2 separate regions of the Macaca mulatta genome follow, and region 2 is linked to region 1. The links are chromatin contacts, called in public Hi-C maps. All regions are on one chromosome and are shown on one strand. The core of a region is the stretch at or near the end of the contact, and the rest is flanking DNA. Distances in the headings are between cores, read along the strand shown. Region 1 holds the start of LYRM7 (LYR motif containing 7). Region 2 holds the start of RAPGEF6 (Rap guanine nucleotide exchange factor 6).

The links. A called contact is a pair of places that touch in the nucleus more often than the background predicts.
Region 2: a Hi-C map of fetal cortex germinal zone shows a contact between it and region 1, with 2.0 times the contacts expected there. The contact joins the promoter of RAPGEF6 here to the promoter of LYRM7 in region 1. A contact is called at or near these places in 2 of 14 Hi-C or Micro-C datasets (fetal cortex germinal zone and fetal cortical plate).

Annotation. Positions count from the first base shown.
Region 1 is chr6:140,095,161-140,101,410 of T2T-MMU8v2.0, reverse strand. LYRM7 (LYR motif containing 7) reads right to left here and starts at 3,169. Exons shown (of 6, transcript XM_078005140.1): 1 at 3,080-3,169. The coding sequence starts at 3,097. LOC114678900 (a long non-coding RNA gene) reads left to right here. Exons shown (of 4, transcript XR_013418507.1): 3 at 2,395-2,522; 4 at 2,730-2,864.
Region 2 is chr6:140,547,800-140,554,049 of T2T-MMU8v2.0, reverse strand. RAPGEF6 (Rap guanine nucleotide exchange factor 6) reads left to right here and starts at 3,282. Exons shown (of 27, transcript XM_078005143.1): 1 at 3,282-3,543. It overlaps LOC144341527 (a long non-coding RNA gene), which reads left to right and starts at 669. Exons shown (of 2, transcript XR_013418510.1): 1 at 669-746; 2 at 1,918-2,197.

The sequences.
Region 1 (6,250 bases), core at 1,920-4,419:
AACATTGTTGAAATACCAACAAAGGATTTAGAATATTATATAAACTCAGTTGATAAAGTAGTGGCCGGGATTGAGAGGACTGAATCCAATTTTGGAAGACGCCCTACTGTGGGTAAAATGCTATCAAACAGCATTGCATGCTACAGATAAATCTTTTGTGTGTGAGAGAGTCAACCAATGTGGTCAGTTTTACTGTAGTCTTATTTTAAGAAACTGTCACAGTCATCTTAACTTTCAGCAACCACCAATCTGATCAATTAGCAGTCATCAACATCGACACAAGATCTTTCATCAGCAAAAAGATTACTTTCTGAAAGCTCAAATAATTGTTAGCATTTTGTAGCAAAAAAAGTATTATTTATTTAAGGTATGTACTTCCTTATTTTTTTATTTTTTTATTTTTTGAGACGGAGTCTCGCTCTGTCGCCCAGGCTGGAGTGCAGTGGCCGGATCTTGGCTCACTGAAAGCTCAGCCTCCTGGGTTTACGCCATTCTCCTGCCTCAGTCTCTCGAGCAGCTGGGACTACAGGCGCCTGCCACCTCGCCTAGCTAATTTTTGTATTTTTAGTAGAGACAGGGTTTCACTGTGTTGGCCAGATTAGTCTCAAACACCTAACCTAGTGATCCACCCGCCTGGGCCTCCCAAAGGGCTGGGATACAGGCATGAGCCACCTTTCCCAGCCAACGTATGTACTTTCTAAAGACATGCTACTGCACACTTAATAGACTACATTATAGTATAAACATAACTTTTATATGCACTGGGACCAAAAAACATGGGTTATTCGCTTTACTTCAATATACACTTTGTTGCTGTGGCCTTGAACCAAATCCGCAGCATCACCTGGGTATGCCTGTATCTAAAAATATGGAAGTGGCTTTGGATTGAGTAATGTGTAGAGGCTGGAATAATTCTGAGTGCTTGATAGTAAAAGCCTGGATTGCCTTGAAGAGATTGTTGGTAAAAATACGGACTTTGCAAGCATCATAGAATCCCAGGGACTGTAATATTGCAAGAGCAGAGAAGATATGTTGCATGGGATTTAAAAAATGAGAAGTAAGTAAACCTAATGGTTTTATATGCTATTTAAAGTACACCATTAGTACAACAAATTAGCATCCCTAATTTAAGAGGACTAGTGTAAGAAAATGTTATCATTATTGCCATAGCACTATTGGAGTTAACATTACCTTGCAGCAGATAAACTTTTATTAAAATGCAGAAAGCCAGGTCACAGACTGTATTATCTTCCTTATTTACCTATACTGATTGGACAGATTTAGGCAGTGTAGATGAAAAGTGGATTCTTTATAGTCAGATCAGTTTGAATCTGAGATTGTCACTTAATGTAAGCTTGGACAAGTAACAGCCTTTTCGCCTCAGTTTTCTTGAATAATGGATTAATTTTAAGGGTTATAATTTCTGTGCTAGGTTTCACTTTCCTCTTTTTTTTTTTTTGGACATAGGGTCTTGTTGTCACCCTTGTTGGATTGGTCACCTTTGTATCTTCCCACATGTAGCATAAGTGCCTTCTATACATTGTAGGCTCTACCAAAAGTGTTTTGGGAATGAATCCTACTTAATTTCATTTGTATCCAAGTTTTCCAACCAAATCCCCACTTCGAGGATTTTTCATGTGCTAGTTGCCCTTTCTGGAATGCTTTTTTCTCTACTGTAGCTAATTTCTAATCAAACGTCAGGTCTGAACTTCTTTGAGAGATTATTTACTTATTTTTTGAGGTGAAGTCTTGCTCTGTCACCCAGGCTAGAGTGTAGTGGCACAGTCTCGGCTCACTGCAACTTCCACCTCCCAGGTTCAAGAAATTCTTGTGCCTCAGCCTCCCGAGTAGCGGGATTACAGGCACCCGCCACTATGCCCAGCTAATTTTTGTATCTTTGGTAGAGATGGGGTTTCACCATGTTGCCGAGGCTGGTCTCAAATTCTTGACCTCATGTAATCCTCCCGCCTCGGCCTTCCAAAGTGCTGGGATTACAGGTGTGAGCCACTGCACCCAGCCCCTTGAGAGATCTTATGTGAAATCCTAGTTATATGCTCACAAAACACTGTAGTTTCAAATCACAGCATATATTACAACTGTAATTAAATAACTGTTTAAGGTCTCCCCACCTGCTAGATTTCTTTATGAAGGCAAGGATGTTCAGCTTATTGCTGCATCCACTATGCTTAGATAATATAGCCTGCTGGTTGTTGGCTATAATAATAGCTATTATGGATATTCAAAGAAATTTTTGAATGAATAACCCTGAGCAATTCTGTTTCTATTGGTCCTGTGACATTATGTACAAAAGTACACGAGGGCTGCTTGGTGGTTCCCTAAACTGCTTAACTTCACCATATTATAACAGGCCATTTCCCCATGTTTATGTTTCAGGCAGTGACAACTATAGATCCCAATTGGCCATGCTGATGTTAAACGTTAAAGGATGGCTGCCAATGAGAATTGTGCGCTGGGCAGGAACGTGCATCATGCTTGGGTGTGAGAAATGAATCTGAGACCAGGTAGGTACTCAGAGAGATGATCGGAGCACAGCCACCACATCCCAAGCTCATTCAGTGAGCTCAGGTCTCACCAGGCCCTGCTCTGTATTGCTATGTTACTTTTGACAAGTAATTTTGTTGGGGTTCGGTTTCCTTGGCTGCTAGACTTTTGTGCACCTTCTGTTTATCCGAATAAACTTTTCACCTCATTGAACTGCTGTTGCTCAGGTCAGCCTCTGGCGTCTCCTATACTTCCCAGGGATGTGAAATGGGTCCCTCAGACAAACACTCGGTCTGAAGATGAAAAGAGGGCGGAACTCAAGTCGCGGATTTGTATCATGGATAAACACTGCGTACCAAGTTAGTACCAAGAAGTAGGAACCACACTGGTGCCTCCCGCTCTCCTCCGCACCTGCACAAACCCTCGGAGTTGGTCATCTGGCTTCTCTGGGGTAACAGCCACATCCTCCGAAAAGGGTCCGGAGCCCCAGCCTCCAGAGACTCCAGAGAGTTTTCTCAAGGCCGCGAACACACCCTCCCCGACGGCACCGTACCCACCCCTTCCCGGGCCCTGTCACCTTGGCTGCCTGTGCCATGGCTCTCCTCACCGCGGCCGCTACCTCCGGAGCAGTAGACTAGCCCCGCCTCTCAGCAACCAATCAAAGACTGAACTGTCCAACTCCCTGTAGCCCCGTTACTAACGCGCCACAACCAATCACCAGACAGCATCTCCCTTTTAGCCCCGCCCTCCTACAAAGGACGGAGAAGGCGTTTGCTAAACGGGCGTTTCCCAAAGCCATTTGCTAAACGGATGGGCACTGGTAAAATCGCGAGGAGTCCCAGAGCCCAATTACTGGCCAGAAGAGAACGGAAATCACCTGGACGCCATTTTGGTTAGGGGCACAGTTACTTCCGGCGCAGGGATCCTCTGCTAGGCTGACTGGGTTTGTATTTAGTGGATGGCATCGGCACCCGTGTTTTGTTACCTCCTGTTTACGGTATAGGATCGTCTGTAAAATAACTTTATTTTAACGTTTCCCAGTTGCGACTATCTCTTTGGAAATGTGCAGAAATAAAAGCCAAGTCCTAACAACTGACTCCTAAAAATTTTATGCGTATATTCTCTCATTTATTTCCTCAGAAGTTTAGGTTAAAGTACTCGCTGAAGTTCGCACAGCTAGTAAATGGAGATCTGGGATGCAAATCCGCTATGCCTGACCGTAAAGCCTAATCTTACCCTTTATATTTTGCCTATTCAACTCTCTTTATTCCTTGGTTTTGCTGATAAAGAGGTAAGAAATGGGTAATCAGCAGCATCATAATCAGAAACAATCATAAGGTATTTATTTAAGTGCGTTTTAACCTATGACCTCGCAAGCATCAAGAAAAAAACTCGGCCGGGGTGGTGGCTTAAGCCTGTAATCCCAGCACTTTGGGAGGCCGAGACGGGTGGATCACGAGGTCAGGAGATCGAGACCATCTTGGCTAACACGGTGAAACCCCGTCTCTACTAAAAAATACAAAAAACTAGCCGGGCGAGGTGGCAGGCGCCTGTAGTCGCAGCTACTCGGGAGGCTGAGGCAGGAGAATGGCGTGAACCCAGGAGGCGGAGCTTGCAGTGAGCTGAGATCCGGCCACTGCACTTCAGCCTGGGCGACAGAGGGAGACTCCGTCTCAAAAAAATAAAAATAAAAATAAAATAAGGAAAAAACTCTATATATAGTCACATTACTAACACACCACAACCTTTTCCTGTTGTTCCTCTTGCATAATTGTTCTTCCCTACCCCTATAGCCTTTCAGGTTAACTTTTAGGTAAAATTGACTTCTTATTAAAAATGAAAGATCTGGACCAATGGATTTCCGAAGCCCTTTTCCTTCTCTGTGATCTATGTTATTTTAAGGAATTATTGCAAGCCATTCTGAGAAAAACAAGATAATCGATTTTTTTAAATTAAGGTGCATTCGATTTGCAGAACATTTAACATAATGAAGCGATTAAGCCAAGTATACTGGATATTGTCTTTTATCTAGGAAACAATAAACTAGATGATCTTGTACCTTGCATTGTGCTTTCTGAATGCTGACAGTGATTTAAAAGGTGCCCCATCCCCTCTCCCCCATTTTCAGTGTAGACTCATAGTGCAGCTTCCTGAAAATTCATAACTTATTGTGGTGATTTCTTGCTAGCTAGTGTCCTGCATTCAGTTAACCAAAGTCCCTCATCTGCTGATATTTTAAAACAGTTCTATAATGACAGAATCAGTTCAGTTCTGTGGCTCCTCTTTTCTTAAATCAATCTGCATGACTCCTTTAACTGTTCCACATATGAGGTGGGCTCTTCACTATTCTAGTTGTTCTGGGAACTTGGCCTGGTTTGTCTTGTCACCCTAAAATAATCAAGGATCCAGTTAAAAGGGTTTATTCAACTGTAAAGTCTGAGGGCAGTCATATGGGAATATGTAGACACCAAAGAATGGTGATGAGTGCTTTCAGTGTAAAGAAAAGTGAAGATCGTTTATATAAGACAAAATGGAGATACCGAACAGAATTACAACATTTCAAACAATGGATAACATCTAGATTTACGATCTGATTGGCTACTATTGATTACACTCTAAGGTGGTTGTTTAATATTCTATGGTAAAAAAAAAAGTAACAAAAGGGTCTACAGCTCCAATATTATGTAGTCTAGGTTTGAAATGAAGAATAGGGAGTCTGATTAATGTATAACATCTCAACACAAAGGTCGGGAAGCAACAATAGTCATGCACCAGAGAAGAAAAACAGCTGTATTACATGACTCAGTTTTCAGGGCTTAACTTTGCCCCCTTGGCTTAATAAATTTGGTTCTGAAATTTCATTTTCTTTTTAAAGTTTGTATCTCAAAGTATAAGTTGCATAACTGAACAGGAAATTCCAGCATGTTCATCATGTAAGTTCACAGAGCTATGTAGTAGGCAGAATAATGGCCTCCAGAAGATGTCTGTGTTCAGATTTCAGGAATCTCTGACTATGTTATATATGACAAGAGGCTTTGGTTTTTTTTTTTTTTTTTTTTTTGAGACGGAGTCTCGCTCTGTCGCCCAGGCTGGAGTGCAGTGGCTGGACTCAGCTCACTGCAAGCTCCACCTCCCGGGTTTATGCCATTCTCCTGCCTCAGCCTCCCGAGTAGCTGGGACTACAGGCTACCGCCACATCGCCTGGCTAGTTTTTTGTGTTTTTTTAGTAGAGACGGGGTTTCACCATGTTAACCAGGATGGTCTCCGCCTCCCAAAGTGCTGGGATTGCAGGCTTGAGCCACCGCGCCCGGCCAACAAGAGGCGTTGAAGATGTCATTAAATTATTTTGAGATGGGAAGATTATCCTGGATTGTCTGGTGGACTCAGTGTAATCACAAGGATCCTTATAAGTGAAAGAAGGAAGCAGAGTTAGGGAGAAGTTTGAAGATGTTCTGCTGCTGGCTTGGAAGATGGAGGAAGGGGCCGCAAACCAAGCAAGCCTCCTCTAGAAATTGGAAAAGGTGAGGGAATGATTTCTTCCCTAGAGCATCCAGAAGGAATGCACACTTGCCAACACTTGATTTTAGCTCAGTGAAACTCAGTTTGAACTTCTGACCTACAAAATGCTACCTGTTTTTTGGCTCCTTCCATTTTCTTTTTCTTTTCTTTTTCCTTTTTTCTTGTTTTTTTTTTTTTCTTTTTGAGAAGGCATCTCCTACTGTTGCCCAGGCTGGAGTGTAGTGGCGCG
Region 2 (6,250 bases), core at 2,033-4,532, 450 kb before region 1:
GTCCTGGAGGTTGCCTTCTGTCTGAAAATAGCTATTAGAACTTCACTGTCTCTCCTCACTTTTCTCTGTATATAACAATATAATACAAGATAGTAAAGGACAAGATAGATTTTGAAAATGTATACTTAAATTTAGTTACGGATAGTCATCATGTATATTAATGTAGTTTTTACTACTGCTGTCTAATGACAAACCCCAATTATTTTTGCATACTTTCTCTTGTGAAATATATACAGAAAACAGAGTAAATATATACTCATATAACCATCACTAAGGTCAATAAGTAGATCATTTTCAGCAGTCCAGAAGCCCCCTCCTCCATGTGCCCTATCCTGACCATAATTCTCTACCATCTCGCTTTCATAACTACCACTCTGACTTCATTTCCTTGTTTTCTCTTTATTATTTTACCTCTGTATATGCATCCCTGAAAGACCTAGTTTTGCTTATGTTTAAACTCTGTGTGTGGTAATTATACTCTGTATTTTGTTTTGCTTTTTTTCTCTCAACATTATGTTGGAGAATCATCACTATGTGCTATGTAGCTATGTGCCATTGTAGATGAATATTTTACAATTTATCCCTTCTAGTATTGATGGATATTTGGGTTATTTCCAGTTTTTGGCTTCTATGAATAATGAACATTTTTCTCCATCTTTTCTGTTAATAGGGCAGGGGTCCCCAGTCCCCAGGCTGAAGACTGGTACTGGTCCATGGCCTGTTAGGAAGCAGCCACACAGCAGGAGGTAAGCAAGCATAACTGCCTGAGCTCCACCTGTCAGATCATCAGGGGCATTAGATTCTCTAGGAGCAGGAACCCTATCATGAACTGCACATGTGAGGGTTCTAGGCTGCATGCTCCTTATGAGAATCTAATGCCTGATGATCTGAGTTGGAACAGTTCCATACTGAAACCCTCCCCCAACCCCCACAGAAAGTTTGTCTTTCACGAAACCAGTCCCTGGTGCCGTAAAACGTTGGGGACTGCTGCTATAGGGCATATATCAAGGAAAGGACTTGCTGTCATAAGGTGTGTTATGTTTCAGCTTTATTACTTTTTTTTTGCCAAAAGTGACTTCCCAACTTGCACTTAACCAGCAGTTTGAGAGAGTTCCTCTTGCTCCACATCCTCACAAATACTTAAATGTGTTTTGGGATTGTTATAAGTGAAAAAAACTATACTAAAAAAATCTACTCAATTATTCAAAGTTGAATTTCTACTTTAGAGGAATTACTTCCCAGGCCGGGAGCAGGGACTCACGCCTATAATCCCAGCACTTTGGGAGGCCAAATTGAGTGGATCATTTGAGATCAGGAGTTCAAGACCAGCCTGGCCAACATGGTTAAAATGGGTGAAACACCGTTTCTACTAAAAATACAAAAATTAGCCGGGTGTGGTGGCGGGCGTCTGTAATCCCAGCTACTCGGGAGCTACTCAAGTAGCTGTAATCCCAGCTACTTGAACTCCCAAGTAGTTCAAGGGACGTTGCAGTGGGCTGAGGTCACGCCATTGCCCTCCAGCCTGGGCAACAAGAGCAAAACTCTGTCTCAAAAAAAAAAAAATCACTTCCCAGAGGCGAAATCATGGAAATAATAAAGAGTGCTTAGATTGTGCAGGCAACATACTAAGTGCTTCATGTGAAATTTCTCACGTAATCTTAAGGAAATTCTGAAACAACAGGTCCTTTACTATATTCCCATTTAACATAGGAAAATTAAGATGTTAAATAACTTCAAGTCACTTAACTAGAAGAGGTCTAATATTAGAGACACAAATTCTAGGTCTATTTGCCCCTAAAGTTCAAGTTCGTGGTGATCATCCTTTATAGTTCCTTTTACCCTCTTTCAAAATATTGATGTGACTCTGAAAAATGATCCTTGAAGAACGGAAGGGATAACTTTTGTTTGTGATCCTAGGCAGACCTTTGAGACGTTATATTTGTACCAAAAATGATGAGGAAAACAGATCGTCTGCAACATCCTGTGATTTTTCCACGATTACTTTATTTCTACAATGGCTATGCCACACTTCCCTGGTAAGGTTTTTGCTCTATACCTGAAAAAGAGAAATGCTAATAGTATGTTGTAAACTCCCAGTTTGGGCAAGCCCCAGGACCAACAGAAAACAGCCCTTAAGTCATTGCGGGTCCCAGAAACGGTGTTGAACTCTCATTGCTTTCAAATATACTTTTAACTCTTATTATGTCATTAAAATTACTGTGAATCGGTCATTAGTTGGAAAGCATGTCATAATCATAAATCACCTTGTTTAGTGAACTATGCTAACTGCTGTGAGAAATACCAAGGTGTACCTAGATGTGGTTACAGCCATCAAGGAGCTTAAAATTCAGTGGAAAGGTGGTGTCGCCAAAGTTAGTTACCTACGAACTTACGAGAAAGGGTAAGGAGTATCCCAGAACGGTGGATTCTGAAATTGTCAGTGAGCTTATTGTTGAAACAGCCTCAGCAGCTCTCTGGCTGCTCCTAAGAGAGTTCTGTTTTTCTTACCAAGGGACCAGTGAAACAAAATTGGTTTTATTCGGTCTGTTGGGAAGCAGACTAGAATGTAAAAAGTATTGCAAAAGTTGCCACTCGAGTCCCAACACTAAACCCAGTTGCCTGAGGGAGGGTTGCCCCGGGCATTTAGTTACATGAACGCAGTCTAAATCCAGTTTTTTGACTCAAAGGTAATCGTGAGCTGGCCGCGGCACCGGCTGCCCATCCTGGCCATGAAAGTTTGCTTTCTCTGCCCTGGTCTCATGACGTCCGTTTCGAATAGATCAAGCACTTCTCTGTGGGCAGCTTTCACAAGAGATTTCGTTTTATTTAAAGAGAGATGGGGTGTGCGTGGACTTCCTTCTTTGCCGAATGGCGGCTTCTACTTCTGCATATTCAAAGTCGGCAGTAGAAGTTGCAGAGGGGAGCGCAAACCCGGACTTGGCCACGCCCTGGGCTTCCGGATTTGGGCACAACAGTTCTCTCCACTCAGAACGCCTCCCCACGGTTCTGCCCCAAACTGCTATTTTTGCTTAGGCCCTCAGCGCGTTTCCGGTCTCTCCAGCGGATGGAGAAGCCGGAACCTCAACGCCAAGGCCGATCCCGTGACGGATTTAGGTGAGGTCTCGCGAGGTGTCTTTAAATCTCACGACGACAGCAGGAAACCACTTACCCGCACCGCCCCAATTCTAACGTCACAGTGGAGTCACTCCCTTGGGCGTTCCTTAGCGTGCGCGTGCGTGCTGCGCATGCGCACTTACTCTCCCCCGCCCCCGCCAGGGCTTGTCTCCGGCCAGTCGCGCGTGGGTAGAGGCCCTAGGCGGGCGTTGCGAAGGGTTGTTTGCTTGAGTTTGGACCTTGTTACGGCGCGAAGTTCCCTCCTTGGGGCGGGGGAAAGGTACCGCACCCGCTACCTAGGGTGAATGAACTGTGGCGTGGGCTGCTAAGGGTAGGCTGCAGAGTACCCAGGCCGTGGCCATGAACTCACCCGTGGATCCTGGCGCTAGGCAGGCGTTGAGGAAGAAGCCGCCCGAGCGGACTCCAGAGGTGAGGCTGGTCGACCCTTATGTGCGTCCCACAGTCCAGTAGACAGCATCCCCCTGTCTGTCCGAAACCCGCGGCGACTGCCCTCTTGCCAGAGTCTCGCACCTGCTACTGGGAATCTGTTCTCTTGAGTCTCTGCCCTGACCCGGCCCTTGTCGCCAGCAGGGTGCCAACCGCCCTTCCTGCCCGTGATGCGGGTCTTAACCCGCGTACCCATCCCTTGCCGGGAACTTCTGAGTGTCGTTAAGAAAGCACCATTACTAAGTCGTATTTTCTGAGTTGAGTAATAACGAGTTTCGGAGTTAGATGCCCATTCGTTTAAGTAGACTATGAAAAACGAGATGAAAATTGTAAGGGAAGTATCTCAGCCATGTAATTTAGAAATAGTTTTTCTTTAAAGGTCCCTGAAATATTGTACGGTTGCCTAAAAAAAGAGAAAGTTTTCAAAATTAGTTTAAAGGTTTGCATCCAGTCAAATGGTAAATTCTGTAGTAGATGATGCATGTTTAAAGAACACCGCTGTAGGTACTTTTTCAGACTGTCACTGGGAAATTTTACAGTATTTTGTGCTTGGATCCAAAATTTGCTGTGTCGAGTTAACAGTTATGGTGTCAGCTCAGAAGATTTTCATTCGACCTGAAGGCTTGTTTTCTGGCATGTAACTAAAACCTGTTAGCTTTGCTTATCCCGGTAGAATGCTAAGGTTTTGGGGAAGGTTTTCCTTGATTTGGAGAAGTTTCTATGACAAGTGGGACATATTTTCTAAACAAAACACTAACAACAATGTGAGTGGATTGTTGGATTGTCTTGTTTAAAGTTGCAGTAAATGAAATGCTTTGGTTAATTCTTCCTAAGTCACTGTGGAGTTTTTCAGATATATAGTGTTTTGCATACTGAGTCTTAGTAACGTTGGGCTGACCTTTTGGGTCGTGACAATTATTCAGGCCATAACGGATGCCATGATAGGTCAAATTATGTTATTGAAGATCCTGATGTTTACATAGGAATAGCACAAATTCTACCACTTTCCAGAGTTCTCTTTTTGAGATATACATTTACAATTCGATGAGTTTTTGTTTCCTTATGCTGATTCTTGAAGTCAATGTGAGCTAATTGAAAGTATGAATTTGAGTAGGCAAGTTCTCTTACAGCTTTTATAGCCTTGGAAAGTATTATACAAGGCTTACGATGTGTAATGTAGGTTTTAATTTAATTTAATTTTTTATTTTTTATTTGAGACAGTCTCACGCTGTCACCCAGGCTGGCATGTAGTGGCGCGATCTTGGCTCACTACAACCTTTGCCTCCCTGGTTCCAGCGATTCTTCTGCCTCAGACTCCGGAATAGCTGGCATTACAGGCAGGCGCCACCACGCCTGGCTAATTTTTTGTATTTTTAGTAGAGACGGGGTTGCACTATGTTGCCCATGCTGGTCTCGAACTCCGATCTCAAGTTATCTGCCCGCGTTGGCCTCCCAAAGTGCTGAGATTACAAGTGTGAGCCACAGTTGCCCGGCTGCTTTTAATTTTAAACATTACTTGTGGTACTAAATTCACATTTTAATGGAAAAATCCTACTGCTCTTTAACAGCAGAATTATTTATTTTGAAATTGCCTATTTTATTTTATTTTTTTTGAGATGGAGTCTCCCTCTGTAGCCCAGGCTGTCTCAGCTCACTGCAACCTCCGCCTCCCGGGTCCCGGTTCAAGCAATTCTCCTGCCTCACCCTCCCTAGTAGCTGGGATTACGGGCACACGCCCCTATGCCTAGCTAATTTTTGTTTTTTTAGTAGAGACGGGATTTCACCATGTTGGCCAGGCTTGTCTTGAACTCCTGACATCATGATCCTCCCGCCTTGGCCTCCCAAAGTGCTGGGATTATAGGCGTGTGCCCTGCGCCTGGCTGAAATTGCCTATTTTTGAACCTTAGGAAATTTTCTAAACTGTTCATAAAGTTATGTTGGCCACTGTGTGCTGTGTTAAGTACTTTATTTTGTTTAACTGGAACAGCAGCATTGTTCAAGGGAATGCTAAACAGCTGCCCACAGTACGCAGAATGTAGCCCTGACATCTAGCAGCATAAGAGGTTAACTGATGCATTGGTAGTGCTTTTGAATGAGCGTAGAATTTGTTTGGGGTAAAGAAGTATGAAGAAGGAAATCTGAATCCTAGTGATTTGTTTGTGATAAATAATTTGACGAAATTCTCGCAAGTTCATTTCTGTTTTCAGAAGGTCCTTACTTTTACTGGACTCCCAAGGGTCTATTATAAATATATTAGCTCAATAGTTGCTTATTGGGAGTCTAGCAGCTGAAGGCACTAGTCTCTGCACTCGGTTGTATCCATAAACAAAGTCTTACTGCCCTAGTAAGACTTACATTCTGATAGCATGAAGAGGGGGGAAGGCAGATAATGAATATACTAAAAGGTAAGTTACATAATATGTAGCTTTTAATTGCTATTAAAAAAGAGCAGAGTAAGAGGGATTGAAAGCAAGGGGCAAGGGCTGGGTTGCAGTTTAAATAAGGTGGTTCATTCGTCTGGGTTGAGAAGATGATTTTTGATCAAAGACTTGATGCATGTGATGGCATTAACTATAGGGGTATATGAAGAAAGTGCTTTCCCAGCAAAAGGAGCAATCGTTGCAAAGGCCCTATGTTGAGAGCATGTCTTGATGCATTCCAGGAATAGCAAGCAGCTTTGTGTGACTGG